Linked DNA regions of Gossypium hirsutum: region 2 is linked to region 1. A link is a contact called in public Hi-C data. All regions are on one chromosome and are shown on one strand. Each heading gives the region's core, a stretch centred on a gene start, on an enhancer-like site or on the middle of the called end of the contact. The rest is flanking DNA. Distances are from core to core; before and after follow the strand shown. Region 1 holds the start of LOC107900942 (abscisic acid receptor PYL9). Region 2 holds the start of LOC121220351 (secreted RxLR effector protein 161-like).

What was found. A called contact is a pair of places that touch in the nucleus more often than the background predicts.
Region 2: a contact with region 1 is called in a Hi-C map of leaf, with 1.7 times the contacts expected there. The contact joins the promoter of LOC121220351 here to the promoter of LOC107900942 in region 1. A contact is called at or near these places in 2 of 34 Hi-C or Micro-C datasets (hypocotyl and leaf).

Annotation. Positions count from the first base shown.
Region 1 is chrD08:49,506,246-49,513,613 of Gossypium_hirsutum_v2.1, forward strand. It overlaps LOC107900942 (abscisic acid receptor PYL9), which reads left to right and starts at 2,492. Exons shown (of 3, transcript XM_016826735.2): 1 at 2,492-2,922; 2 at 3,321-3,536; 3 at 3,611-4,130. The coding sequence starts at 2,797. The coding sequence ends at 3,829.
Region 2 is chrD08:49,844,144-49,851,511 of Gossypium_hirsutum_v2.1, forward strand. LOC121220351 (secreted RxLR effector protein 161-like) reads right to left here and starts at 3,811. Exons shown (of 1, transcript XM_041100039.1): 1 at 3,338-3,811. The coding sequence starts at 3,811. The coding sequence ends at 3,338.

The sequences.
Region 1 (7,368 bases), core at 1,242-3,741:
AATAATTATTATTATTTATTTATTTTGCTTTCATTGTCTATAATAATAATAATAATAATAATAATATGTATTCATCTGATATTCTAATAAATGATTTTATGCACTAGTTTTTTAGGGTAGATTTTATACCGAGTACACTTCGTTAAAACATAAGTTACATAAATTTATTTTTAAAAGCTTTGCTATATTCAACCCTTTTATAACAAGCAAATTGTTTGTCAAAATTTTAAATTTTATAGAGAAATACTTATTATGTAATTATAACAATATTTGAAATTTACATCTTATTAATTTTTTAAAAAATTTTAAATTATAATATATTAATAATATCAATAAGGAGATCCAAATTATATCTTAATTAAGATTTATTTTTTTATTTCACTTAAAAATATAAACAATTTCACTAAAATTTGAGATAAAAGGTTGTTATAGAAAACTAAATTAGTATATGAAGTGTACATACTTTTTAGTTGTTTATTGTTATAAATGAAAAGTTGTTATAAAGGGTAAAAATAAAATACAAAAAATCATATCTATAACAAACTTGACTATGATAATGAAATATTATTATAGAGTGTGGCTGTTATAGAGAAGGCTCACTGTAAATCATTAATTGATTCATTGATAATATATAAAAGGATAAATTATACTGACAATCACTCAACTTTGGACTCAATGACAAAACAGTCACTCAACTTTCAAAAAATAACAAATAAGTCATACTAACCATTTTTTGTTACAGACGTAACGGAAAGTTGACTTGTCACCCCAATGTGTAAATGACCCAAATTTAAAACCCTAGCTAGGCTGGGCAGTAAAAGAAAAAGCAGAAGAAGAGAAAAATTTTAGAGTGGTTCAACAACAGCATGAGGCTGTGGATTTCAATGACGGCGGTAGAGCAAGCTTCACAAAGAACAATTCTGGTGACTAGAATGATCAAGAGTTTTTCTTCTCTGTATCTGGCTAAATGCACCTCTAATCTCTGTTTGAAAACTCGTATAACATTGCCTTATTCTGTGTTGGGGAAATGAGAAGAATTGCAAGAAAATGAGGAAGAAGAATAAGAGAAAACAAAGGTGACACGCAGAGTAGAGGCAACAGTAACAACAATGTCTATGGTAGTGGCAAGGATTAGCGAACTTAAAAATGCCATAGCTTTTTTTTGGCATCTCCATTTCTTCTCTTCTTCTTCTTCTTCTTCTTCTTCTTCTTCTTCTTTTTCTTCTTCTTCTTATTGTTAACTAGCCACGGTCAATGGCTCAGATCATAGAGGATTCATACCAGATGCTTTGGACATAGAATCTACCATGGTTTAAGGATAAAATGATGTGATTGTTGCTGTTGCAATCGAGTTCGAACTGATGGTCGTCGCAGTTGGGAGGTTGGGTTGCAATATTTGTTTCTGGTTTTGGCGACACAAGATTGCAACTGTGGTTTGGCAACACAACAATGGCTAGTCAAATCTTCCCATGCCAAAACCCAAACTAGATTCTAGTAATTCAAAACCCTAACTAGATTTTGGTAATTTGAAATCCAAACCACGAGGGCATAGATTGGGAGTTGTGGTTTGAAAAAGTCTAGTTTCAGAATGGCAGAATTTGGAGACAAAATGTTAGTGGCCACGTCAGCTAATTGAGTTAATTAGGTTTCCATCGTGGCTAGTTAACTGGCCACATCAACTAGTTAACGAGCCACATCACCTATCCCGTTTGGTCTGTAATGAAAAATGTCAATGGGTGATTGATTTTTAACTTTACAATAACGTTTGTGGTTGATTTGTTATTTTTTAAAAGTTGAGTGACTGTTTTGTCATTGAGATCAAAGTTGAGTAATTGTTGGTATAACTTACCCTATATAAAATTATACATAATCAATACATCACATATATATACTAGTTTCTTTAACAAGTGATGCACGAATTAATTATATTTATTAATTAAAATATATTAAATTATTTTATAATTTTTGCATAAATTTTCTATAAAATATAGTAAAGAAATTTCTATATAATATCTCACAGATAAAATATTTTAAAATTAATTGAAATATTTTAAAGTAAAGTTATTTTTATTGATATTATATATTTAAAGTGAATTAATATTATAATAGTAAAATAGTAAAATATTTAAAGTTTAATTAATTACTTTAATTTTTTTATGGTTGTGAAATATTTTTTTATAATACGAATAATATTTCTCAAAATGGATTTCACGTTAATTTAATTTAAAAGATTTTGATATGTCAATGGATGAAACTATCCAAGTACAAAAATAGAAAATATCTGTCACGTTAAAAGATCTTAAATGTTGTGTATGATGCTAGATTAAGGAACATTCACGTGAGTTAATTATATAATAAATTTACTAAAATTGATATAAAATTTTTTTATGTTATTTATTTCCATTTTACTGTTTACATTTGAGTTGATTTGAATTTTATGATTTTAAAAATTTATTTAAATATAAAATAAGAAAAGTATCTCAAAATATTTGCTATTTTACAAAAATGGAGAGGTAACAGGGTATAGACAAGTGAAAGAACAGAGAAAAACCTTGATTTAATTACGGAAAGTAAGAGGCTGAGCCTGGTCCCAACCAAACGCCTGAAACCTAAACCAAAAGCAAAAGGCTAAAGAGTAAGGCCCCCTTCCCTTTGTTGACATCCTCACCAAATCTCTTGCTTTTCTTCTCTCTTGCTACTCTCCTCTAATTTTTCACCTTCTGATTTGTTTAAAGAGGCAAACAACACAACTCGTTTTTATCCTTATATATCAGTTTGGGAAAAAAGGTAGAAGAAATGAACGGTGATGATGCTCAGAGTATGATGGAATCCCAGTACATACAGAGACATCACAGGCACAACATCAGAGACGACCAGTGCACCTCTGCTCTTGTTAAACACATCAAAGCTCCTGTTCATCTCGTAAGTTCCTCAGTTTGAGACTCCTCTATAATTTCCCCCTTTTCCCCCATTTGTTCGTTTTTCTCGCCGCCGTTTAGGCCGTTGACACGTTTTTCTTTCTACTCTCCTATGGATCTGCTGAAACCCAAATCTATTCTCTTTGTTTTGTTACCCAAAAGTCAAATCAAATCTGTGTTCTTGGTCGAAAATTAACCCCCCCCCAAAAAAAAGAAAAGTAAACCTACGAGTATGTATTGTCTCTGCTTTTTTCTATTTTTTCACTGATAAAAAAAGAAAAAAAAAAGAACCCAGACTATTTTAGCCAAGATTATGAATTTCTGTTAACTCGATGGTTCGTAAATGTCTGATTTTAACGATGGGTTTGTTGTTCTGTTTCTGTTTTCTTTAACTATGGATAGGTATGGTCATTGGTAAGGAGATTTGACCAGCCGCAAAAGTACAAGCCCTTCGTCAGCAGGTGTATAATGAAAGGGGACCTCGGGATCGGCAGTGTTAGAGAGGTCAACGTCAAGTCCGGACTTCCGGCAACCACCAGCACCGAACGGTTGGAACTTCTCGATGACGAAGAACACATTTTAGGCATCAAAATCGTCGGCGGCGACCACCGTCTTAGGGTACAAAATACTAACGTTTCTTTCTCCCTTAACACTTGTTTTCTGTGTCACGGTACTCATTTTGTTGACTGCAGAATTATTCTTCGATCATGACGGTGCATCCCGAGGTTATTGAAGGAAGGCCAGGTACAATGGTGATCGAATCGTTCGTCGTGGATGTGCCGGAAGGGAACACCACGGACGAAACTTGTTACTTCGTGGAAGCTTTGATCCGATGTAACCTGAAATCGTTAGCCGATGTTTCAGAGAGGATGGCTGTGATGGACCAGACAGAGCCTATCAACCGATACTAACTGAAAAAGGTGGAATTGTGATGACCAAAAGAAAAAGACTAATCTTTAGGAGTTTGTGATATATGATCATCTTTCACTTTGTTATGGAACACTCTTTTAACACCCTTTTGGTTCTTAGTTTAAATGCATGAGTAAGTAGTTTATCTATGAGACATCCGAATTCATTACAAGCCTCCAAAACTACGGTCTTATTTGTAAATATTTAAGATTAAGAAGAGATGGGAGAATTTTAATTCCATTTCCCATATTTGTAGCAGCAGCCAGGCCCAGCAGGATGAATTTGGAGAAACCATTTGAAGTACAGATATGTTTTATGATGGTGTCTATTTTTAGTAGTCTCTTGTTGGGATCATTTTTGGTATTGCTGCTAGTTTTCATTTTTGGAAACTTAAAAAGTAGATATTTGTTGAGTAGAGTTCTCAGCCTATTGATTTGAGTGCAGAAAAGTGTGGGTACACCATGGAAATGCACCAAGATTAGCTTTTTCTGAGTCATAATGTTGCACAGCACGTTAACTGATCAAAAACATCTTGTGATGATCTTTGTTTAAAGTAAAAGACCTACCTTGGTGGAAACTGGAAAGACTTTTGCATTTTCTGCAACAAATCAACTTCAAACACGTGAGAATGGAAGTTGGAAGAGTGAGAGCACGTCATAGAAAGTTGGTAAAACATAATAATTATCATTTCATATCCTGGAAACTTGTAAGGATGTAACGCTTCTAGTTTTGAAGCTGTAACGATGTCATTGGTTGGTTCCATTAAAATGTTTTCTTGTGCTTTCTATAAATGAAGATAAGTGGCTAACGAGCTTCACGTTTCGTCTTAATCCGGGTTGTACCCTTTTCCATACCCGTGTATTTAATGATGTAATTGTTTCCAAGAGGATTTGTAATGGAGGAAGAAGATCGAAGGGACGGATCTTTTTACTCACTTAAGATCGGAATGTAAACACTAACATAAGGCCTCTAAGACATTGTTGCCACAAGCATTCCACTTGGGAAATCTCTAGGTTCGGCTGTCCAGCATTTTCAAAATCAAATATATATGCTGCCATTGTTCTATATAGCATTTTAAATATTGCAAATTTAATCTCTTTCACTAAAATAGTATTGTTTTACAAAATAAATTATATTATTTTGAGAATGGTCTTATATTAAAAACCTAATAAGATTTGAACATGAACATTATGTGTTTAAACATTTTTATTATTTTTATATCAAATTTTATAAATTATAATTTTCATTTACATCGTAGACGTATTATAATATATTTTTCATTATAGGTACAACAGTTTTTATAATGTTTTGGTCTGTTTATGAAATATTTTAAAAAATAGACAATTCTACTAGTAAAGTCCTGAAATTTTGTAAGATTTCGCAATTTCTTCTTACAAATATGACTAAATATTTCAAACAAACTTTTTTCCCCCTTTCAATTAAAACATTAAAACAGATTAACTGATATAATAAAACTTCCCAACAAATGGTACATAAAATAAAGTTTGCATTTAACACACAATTAATACATAAATGTCCACCATACAAGCTCAGACCTTGTTAAAAGTTTTTAAAAATAAATATAATAACTGATGGTGCATTAAATACAAACCAATTGTGGAATATCTTTACAAACATAATAAAACTCCCCCAAGGCATTGTTTGTTGTTTCAAATTTAGATGGTCAATACTCCATTTCTTTCGTGTGATTAAATATGATATTAATATATTTTATATTTATTTAAATTTGGTGTAGTTCAAAATATAAATTTTAAATATTATTCAAGCTCATCTATATTTATAAATGACTAATTTAATCTCATTTTAACTTGTTCATAATATTTTTTAAATTATTTTAAAAACATTTATATTATTTTTAATTTAATATTTAATAAATTTATATATTTTGCATTTATTAAATTTGTTTATATAGACAACTTAACTTTTTTTAATATGTTTATATTATAGTAATATGTTACTATAGATTTAATTTTTATGTGTTATACATAATATAATATATTACAAAAATATGAAAATAGTTCGATTTAGGTCAAACTATGGTCTTCAATGCTTGGGCCCAAGCCTGGCCCTATCTAAATTGACCTACTATTTGGGTCAAGCCTATTTTTCAAGATCAATATTTTGTCCAAACTCTCGTAAATTTTGTGTTAATTGATTTTAAATATGGGATACTTAAACATTTAAACACCTAATTAAAAAAAAACTAAAATCTAATTAATAACACATGTTAAACTTCGGCAAAAGTAGATTATCAATTTTATCAATGGATTTTGATTTTTAAACTACACTAATAAAGAACTAGATTCCTTAAATTAGATACAGAAGGACTAAATTAAGAAAAAAAAAAGACAAGTAAAGGAAGTGAGACATATTTAGAGCCACAAAAGTATGAAAGAAAACACAACTTTGCTGCGATTAGCAATATCTAAGAAAAAGCACAAATGTGACTTGAACCGCACAACAAACAAACAATCGTCAACATGGCCAAAAAAGATGTTATTATGGTAGTTAGTATAGAAGTAATAGTAAACAAATATTATCATGGTTAATCTAATATTTTATATTTGCAGCAAATTTGGTGTCTTCCACAAGCTTGCATTTCTTCAATGAGCCTTCAAAATATAAAAACTTGAAATACAGTAAAACAACATCATGTATATAAGGTGATGGACGCGTAAAATCATGTCAACTTTTCTTTACTCTCTTCCAAGACTTCGAACTATGATTGTTTTCATATAGCAGCTTGAAGCCTTTGGAAGAGAGTAAAAAAGGGTTGCATGTACATCCCCAAACATCTCTTAGCTATTTCACTTGAGTAAGGGGTGGCCTCATGAGGTCCCTTTTATAGGGCAGAATTGGAGCCGAAATGCCATAGGAGGAGTACTCCATTCATCTAAACAAGGAATAAAGTGGTTTTTGGCATCTTAGTGATGTCCATTGTCCTTGTTAAATTCACGCAAGAATAATTCGGAAATATCCATATTGAATGGAATATATGACCAATCCCAAAACCAGGATATTGCCCACCAAGATTCTCCTCCAAACATCACTGCTAAGATCAATGCATTAAAGTAATCATAGTAATGAAAGCAAGCAACATTCTTGGTAACATATAAGACAAATCAACCCAAATGAAATGAAGTATTATTTTTATATATATATATATATGAATAAAGCATACATCTACCATTAAAGGTAAATACCACTGAAGCTTATTGATAAACTTAAAAGAGAATAAAGTATTGTTTCACGAGTGGAGCTTTAAAAAATGTAAAAGAATCAAAATAGAAAAATCTTTTATGTCTCTTAATTCCATGGAGGAAACGCTTGAAGATTTTTTATTAAATAAATTAATCCAAAACAAAAAATAGAATCATATAAATAAATAAATAAATATATATATATATATATCATATAACTAGTTTTCTATCCGTGACGTATGAGTTGCGTTACGACATATTAATTAAAACTATTAATAAAATAAATTTTGAAAAATATAAACAACTTTAAATTGTACTTA
Region 2 (7,368 bases), core at 2,561-5,060, 340 kb after region 1:
TAATCAAAAATAAAAAATATATAATTTTCGGTTAATTCGGTTAACCGACTGAATTAACGGAAAAAATTTCGATTCGGTTAACGGTTAAAAATTTTGAAAGGTCGATTAATTCAATTAATGTTATTTCAGGTCGGTTAATCGAATGAACACCTCTACAATTATACTTCATTAACTTTTTAACCTTCATCTTTAGTGCCTCTCGGTACCATTGCGATGTGCACCATCACCTTGTATAACTTATTGTTATAACTCCTTTAATTAACACCAATCTTATTCTCAAATTCAATTTTCAGATAATTCTAATTGTTCCTATTTATTAAAAACAATTAAATAAAAAGAATTTTTTAAAAGATTTCGAATCTTTGGTCTCTACTATCATCACCTCTTAACAAACAAACAAAAGGGTAATGGGTTACCGACGAGATGACATGTCGTCCATTCATATGGTTTTACTGATGAAAAGTTAGTGGGACCCAGTTGACGTGTACTAGAAGCTAATATTCGAGAGACAATTTTTAATAGGCAAGGAAACCCTAAGCAAAAATATTGGTCAACAATGTAATGCAAAATATTAAATTATTTTTAAATTGAAATATAATTGGAAAATAGCCACTACCGCCATTTTTCCATGAAAGTCCCAATCGCGTTCACACCTAACCTAATTTTTCTTTTAACCTCAACATTTATTTACTCACATATTTTGGGCATTAAAATGTGGGTTTGTTACCCTTTTTTATTAGATTTGATTTTAGTGTACCGTTCTGTTGATTTTGAAAATTTTAATATAGGTATATAATATATATTTATAAATATAAAATACTCGTAATAATATAAAATATTATTTAATAAGCTTCACGATATAATTAATTATCAAACAAAGATGAAATTTATTTCATAAATTAAACAAGAAAATCATCTCATACTATGCATATAACAATCCATAATTAAACAAATTCAAAATAAATAACAAAAAATTTTAAATTTAAATTTAAATTAAATCTAAATCTAAATATATTTTAAAATTATTTTTTGATATTGACCGGTACACCATAATTTGTACCGGGACAAAACCTAAAATTTGTTGTTTCAATTTAGTATTGAAGCGGATGGTATCAAAATAGAATTTACAACCATAAAAACTATAGGTTGAAAATAGAAAATTAATTAACTTTAACCATTATCCCCTTCAAGAAAAACAATTGTTAATCACAAAGAGATTCCTTTGCATATTATCATGTTAGAAACCTAACATAGACAAGCTAAGATTGCAACTTAGAGATTTTGAGATGTTAAGTTGAACAAACATTTATTTGAGAGTTTGGAGTAGAACATGGTTACGGTCTGTCTGTGGTTCAGTGGGCGCGCAGCTTGTTAGTGAACCCTTTGGGCAATGCAGCAAAGCTCAAATTTAGGGTCATTTGGATAGTTGACCCACACTGATGAACCAACGTCTTCTTGGGTTGGGACTACTGTTGATGCTATCAAGCAGGCACTGCTCAAACGACCCAAGGCAACAATATCTCAATATTAATAGAAAAAGGAATGTATATCAATAATTACTAAATATTAAATAAAATTAATATATATTTCTTAAAAAAATTATGAGAGGATTTGCACAAATTTGAATTAACCAATTATAAATATGATAAAACTTGTAAAATTTAAAATTCATATTTTTTTTTGTGGTAAAATAACATTTCCTAACTAATTACATAGAAATATTCTGAAAAGAAAAAACACTCCTTATCTTATATGTTTCCAGAAAATCTAGTACTGCCGTAGAGGGAAGATCAAAGAGCTATAATTCTTCTCTTTTAGCCAAAGCTAGTTTGGCTAAAAAATCTACAACTTGATTTCACTCTCTAGGGATGTAATGCAAGATCCACTGATCTTCTTGTAACAAAATATTATGGATTCGTCTAATCAGGACTGAATTCGAAGTGGTGGAGATGCTTCTTTGAATTGCTTTAACAACCTCCAGATTTTCAGATTGAATTATAATCTTATCATGGCCCAGACGTTGGCTAAGCTTGAGTCCCTCCAAAATTCCCCAAAATTCAGCATAAAAAATCTAGCACTTCCATAGGTATATGTTATACCCAGAGAGCCAATCGCCATTTTCATCACGGATTACTCCCCTAGAGGCTGCATTTCTTGACTCCAATTGCACTACACCGTCAATGTTGAAGAAAAGTCGCTTTCCCGATGACCATTCTGCTAGAATCATAAATTAAGATATAATATAAAACTTAATAAATCATAAATCAGGATCTTATCATGTCAAATCATCAAGAACAAAACAATAATAAAACTAGATGCGGAAGCGTACCTGAATCCATGAATTCCTTGAATTTTTTTCCGAATCATGGGGATTTGATCTTCCAAATTAGCACACAAGAAATCCAAAGAATATTTGCTCTCTCTTTCCTAAGGATGGGATATTAGAAAAGATATATTGTATATAATTTGGGGACCATAACCCTAATATTTATAACATTGTCATATCAGTTCTAATTGCTAATTAGCCCATCATTAATTAGAATTTGATTAGAACTCAATTACTAGAGTATCTGCACATATTTGACCCATACTTTATTTAATAATTAAATCCCAATAAAACATTAACCAAATTAGATCACTTTTAATTTGGGCTAACCTATCATGATAGTAAATAATAATAACATGTAATTATTCTTATTATATATGTGATGTCCATATTTTCCAACAATCTCCCACTTGGACCACATATATATACTAATTATTCTATAATTACATGTCATTATATAACCTTATGAGCTCAAAAATTTTACTATCATATCCAAAAGGTATTCCAAATAATCTCATCTATTAATTATGCTAACATAGAACCAAGGCGACTTTTGTTACATATATCGTAACTAAATCCATCTCTGATTACGTATATTAACACAAACAAATGACATGGATCAAGTATAGATGTGTAGCATGGAAATTACATGCAATATGATCTAAACATGTCTATTTCCAACTGGTCCTCTTTAAACTCAAGTAAGGTCAGTATCAAAATAACAAACAGAGTGAATAAACTAAATACTTTATTTCTGATCAGAAAATAACTAAATACATAAATGTCTGAAAACAAAAATAAAATAAATAAAATATAAACTCCCACTAAATCATGATATCCTCAAACAATGTAACACTCATGTGAGCAGTGTGCTCATGAAAGACCTTGGGTGGTAAACCTTTTGTGAGCGGATCCGCTATCATGGAGTTTGTCCCTATGTGCTCTATGGATATTTAACCATTTTGCATTCTTTCTTTCACAACTAGGAACTTTATGTTAATATGCTTTGACTTAGATGAACCCCTTGTTGTTATTAGAATACAACACTGCCGATTTATTGTCACAAAATAATTTGAGTGGTCTTTCTACATTCTCCAAAATACGTAACTCTGTGACAAAGTTCCGCAACCATATTCCATGGTTTGATTCCTCATAACATGCTACAAACTCTGCTGCCATAGTGGACGAAGCTATAAGTGTCTGTTTGACACTTTTCCAAGATATAGCTCCTCCAGCTAACAAGTAAATATAGCTTGATGTAGATTTCCTACTATCTTGGCACCCAGCGAAATCAGAAGCAGAATACCCTACGACCTCCAAAAGGTCTGATATCTTATAAGTAAGCATGTAATCTTTTGTTCTTTGAAGATATCTCATAACCTTTTTGACTGCTATCCAATGGTCTATACCAGGGTTGCTTAAATATCTGTCAAACATCCCAACAATGTACGTAATATCCGGACGCGTACATACTTGAGCATACATTAAACTCCCAACAACTGATGCATGGGAATCTTTTGCAATTCTTGAATTTCAAGGTTAATTTTAGAGCATTGAGTAAGACTAAATTTGTCTCCTTTAACGACAGGGGTGTCACCTGGTCTAAAACTTTGCATGCCAAACCTTTTGAGTACTTTATCGATATAGCTCTTTTGTGATAATCCAAGTATACCTTGAGATCGATCTTAATGTATCTAAATTCCTAAAACAAAATAGGCGTCCCAAGATTTTTCATTTCAAAATGCTTAAATAAAAATCTCTTAATTCGTACAATAAGCCTATATTATTAGCGGCAAGCAAAATGTCATCGACATATAGAACCAGAAATATGTAATTACTCCCATTGAATTTGTGATACACACAATCATCAACAATATTCATCTCAAAATCGAACAAAATAATTATTTGATAAAACTTGTGGTACTATTGACGGGAAGCTTGTTTGAGTCCATAGATGGATTTTGTCAATTTGCAAACTATATTCTTTGAGTCTTCCGATTCAAAATTTTTTGGTTGTACTATATAAATTATTTCTTCAATGTCGCCATTAAGAAACACAGTCTTAACATCCATCTGATGTAACTCAAGATCAAAATGAGCAACAAGCGCCATGATTATCTTGAAAGAGTCTTTCGATGAAACTGGAGAGAAAGTCTCTGTAAAATTAATGCATTCTTTCTTAGTATATCCTTTAGCTACAAGACGCGCCTTATGCCTCTCCACATTACCATTTGCATCCCTCTTGGTTTTAAATATCTATTTACAACCAATTAGTTTTGCACTTTCAGGTAATGGGACAAGTTCCCAAACTTTATTTTCTTGCATAGACTTATACTCATCTTTCAAGGCATCAATCCACTTTTGGGAATTAAAATTTTTCATGGCCTGATAAAAAGTTGATTGGATCATCTTCCATCATATTATCATCCTCATATTCTTGGAGAAATACAACATAATCATCTAGAATAGCATTTCTCCTTTCTCTTGTGGACCTCCTTAATGGCACTTGTTCTTGAGGTTGTTGAGTTTGTTCTTCTGAAATAATTACCTCATCTTGAATAGGGAGTTGTTCAACATTGTCTTGTTGAGGTTCTGGATTCACTTCTTGATCAATGATAGGTATGAGAACTTGAACATTGTCAAAAGTGATAGTAGGAACTGAGTTAGAATCCAATTCCTCCTCAAAAATAATGTCTCTAACCTTATTTCTCCCCTTAAACTCAACATTCTCAAAAAATGTTCTTGTTCCCGTTTCAAAAATATTCTTCATTATGGGATCATAAAACTTATAGCCCCTAAATTGCTCAGAATAACTAATAAAGTAGCTACTCACTATTTTGGAGTCTAATTTCTTTTCATATGGCCTATAAGGCGTTGCCTCAGCTGGACATCCCCAAATGTGAAAGTGCTTTAGACTAGGCTTTTGACCTGTCCAAAGCTCATAAGGTGTTTTTGCAACTATTTTATTAGGTACTTTATTCAAAATGTAAGTTGATGTCTTTAATGCTTCCCCCAAGAGGGACTCAAGTAAGGTAGAACGAGCAACCATGATCCTTACCATATCCTTATGAGTCATGTTTCGTCTTTCAGCTACACTATTCATACTCGGTGATCCTAGCATGGTGTACTGTGGGACAAATGCCGCATTCTTCTAGGAATTTCACAAATGGTTCTGGACATTGTTCACTTGAGCCATCATATCTACCGTAGTACTCACCACCACAATCAAATCTGACATTTTTAATCCTTTTGTTGAGTTGATTCTCAACTTCAGCTTTATAAGCTTTGAACACGTCCAGAGACTGAGATTTCTCATGAATGAGATATAGGTGCCCATAACGTGAGTAATCGTCTATGAATGTTATGAAATATTGTTGACCATTCCAAGATACTGTAGGGAATGACCAACAAATATCTGTATGAATTAATTCTAAAACGTTCGAAGATCTGTTGGCACCCAATCTCTTGGTTTTGGTCTGTTTTCCTTAAATGCAATCGACACAGACATCAAAGTCTGTGAAGTTAAAACACTCTAAAATACCATCAGACACAAGGCGTTCAACTCTAACTTTTGATATATGACCTAAGCGCTTATGCCATAATGATGCTGAATTTTCCTTATTTAATTTGCGTTTAATACCATGTGATTCCACATGCAAGGTTTCATTATAGAATGTAATTGTTTCTAGCAAATAAAGGTTGTCATAAGTATTTAAATAACTAGTTCCAACAACATTTAAATTTAAAGACAAATTAAATTGATTGTTTCCAAATGAACAATAATATCTAAATTCGTCCAACGAAGAAACATAAACTAAATTCCGTCTAAAAGACAATACAATAAAGTGTCTTTTAAATCCAAATAAAAATCAGTTCCTAATAACAACCTAAAACGCTCAATCGTTTCCACTTCTACCGATTTTCCATCGCCCACGAAGATATGTCTTTCACCATCACTTGACTTTCGGTAACTCAAGTAAACCTGCATAGAAACACTTATGTGAGTAGTAGCACCAAAATCTATCCACCAAGTGTTTCTAGGTACTAAAGCTAAATTAATCTCAGAACAGACGAAATTAAGAATTATACATTTCTTTGCATGCCAAGCATGATATTTGGTACAATCTTTCTTTACGTGTCCAAACTTGTTACAAAAGAAACAAATCTCTATAGCTTGCTATTGTTTTTTTTTTAGCTGAACCCTTAGCAGTTTCATTCTGATATTTTCCTTTTTTTACCTTTGTCTTTAGGGGTATTGGCCAAATGAGCATTTTCAGACTTATCACGCTTCAACCTTTCTTCCTCTTGAACACAATGAGAAATGATCTCATTTAGAGTCCATTTTTCCTTTTGACAGTTATAACTAATTTTAAATTGATTAAAATGTGCAGAAAGCGATACCAAAACCATAAGAACAAGTAATTCCTCAGAAAGCTCTATCTTAAGTGCCTTAAGTCTTGAAGCAATATGTAACATCTCCATAATGTACTCCCTTACGTTTCCTTGACCCTTATACTTCATAGACATCAAAGAAGTAAGAAGTGATGTCATCTCAATTTTATCATTTTTAGCAAAACATTTCTCAATTTCATCAAGGAAACCTTTGACTTGAGTAATCTCTTCAGATTCTGTACCTCTAAAGGCTTCTAGAATGCTGTGTTTCATGATCATTAGACTCATGCAATTTGAACGATCCCACCTCTCAAGATCCCTCTTAACATCAGGGGTGCTTTCCGCAGTGAGAGGTGCAGGTTGTTCATCCTTTAATGCAAGGTCTATGTCTATACATGCAAGCACTATAAGTGTCTTTTCCATTCCTTAAAATTAGTCCCATTAAGCATGGGTATAGAATTTATATTAGCAGATATTGTGGTAGCAGAATATGAATTAGTTGAATGTAGAACAAATAAAAACAAGGTCACATAAATATTCATAAGGAAACAATAAATTCAAGATAATGGCTAATCCCATCTCAAGATACCAAGCAGAACATTAATATCAAGTCTTTAGACAGTAATATTAATAGTAAGTGATACTCTTGT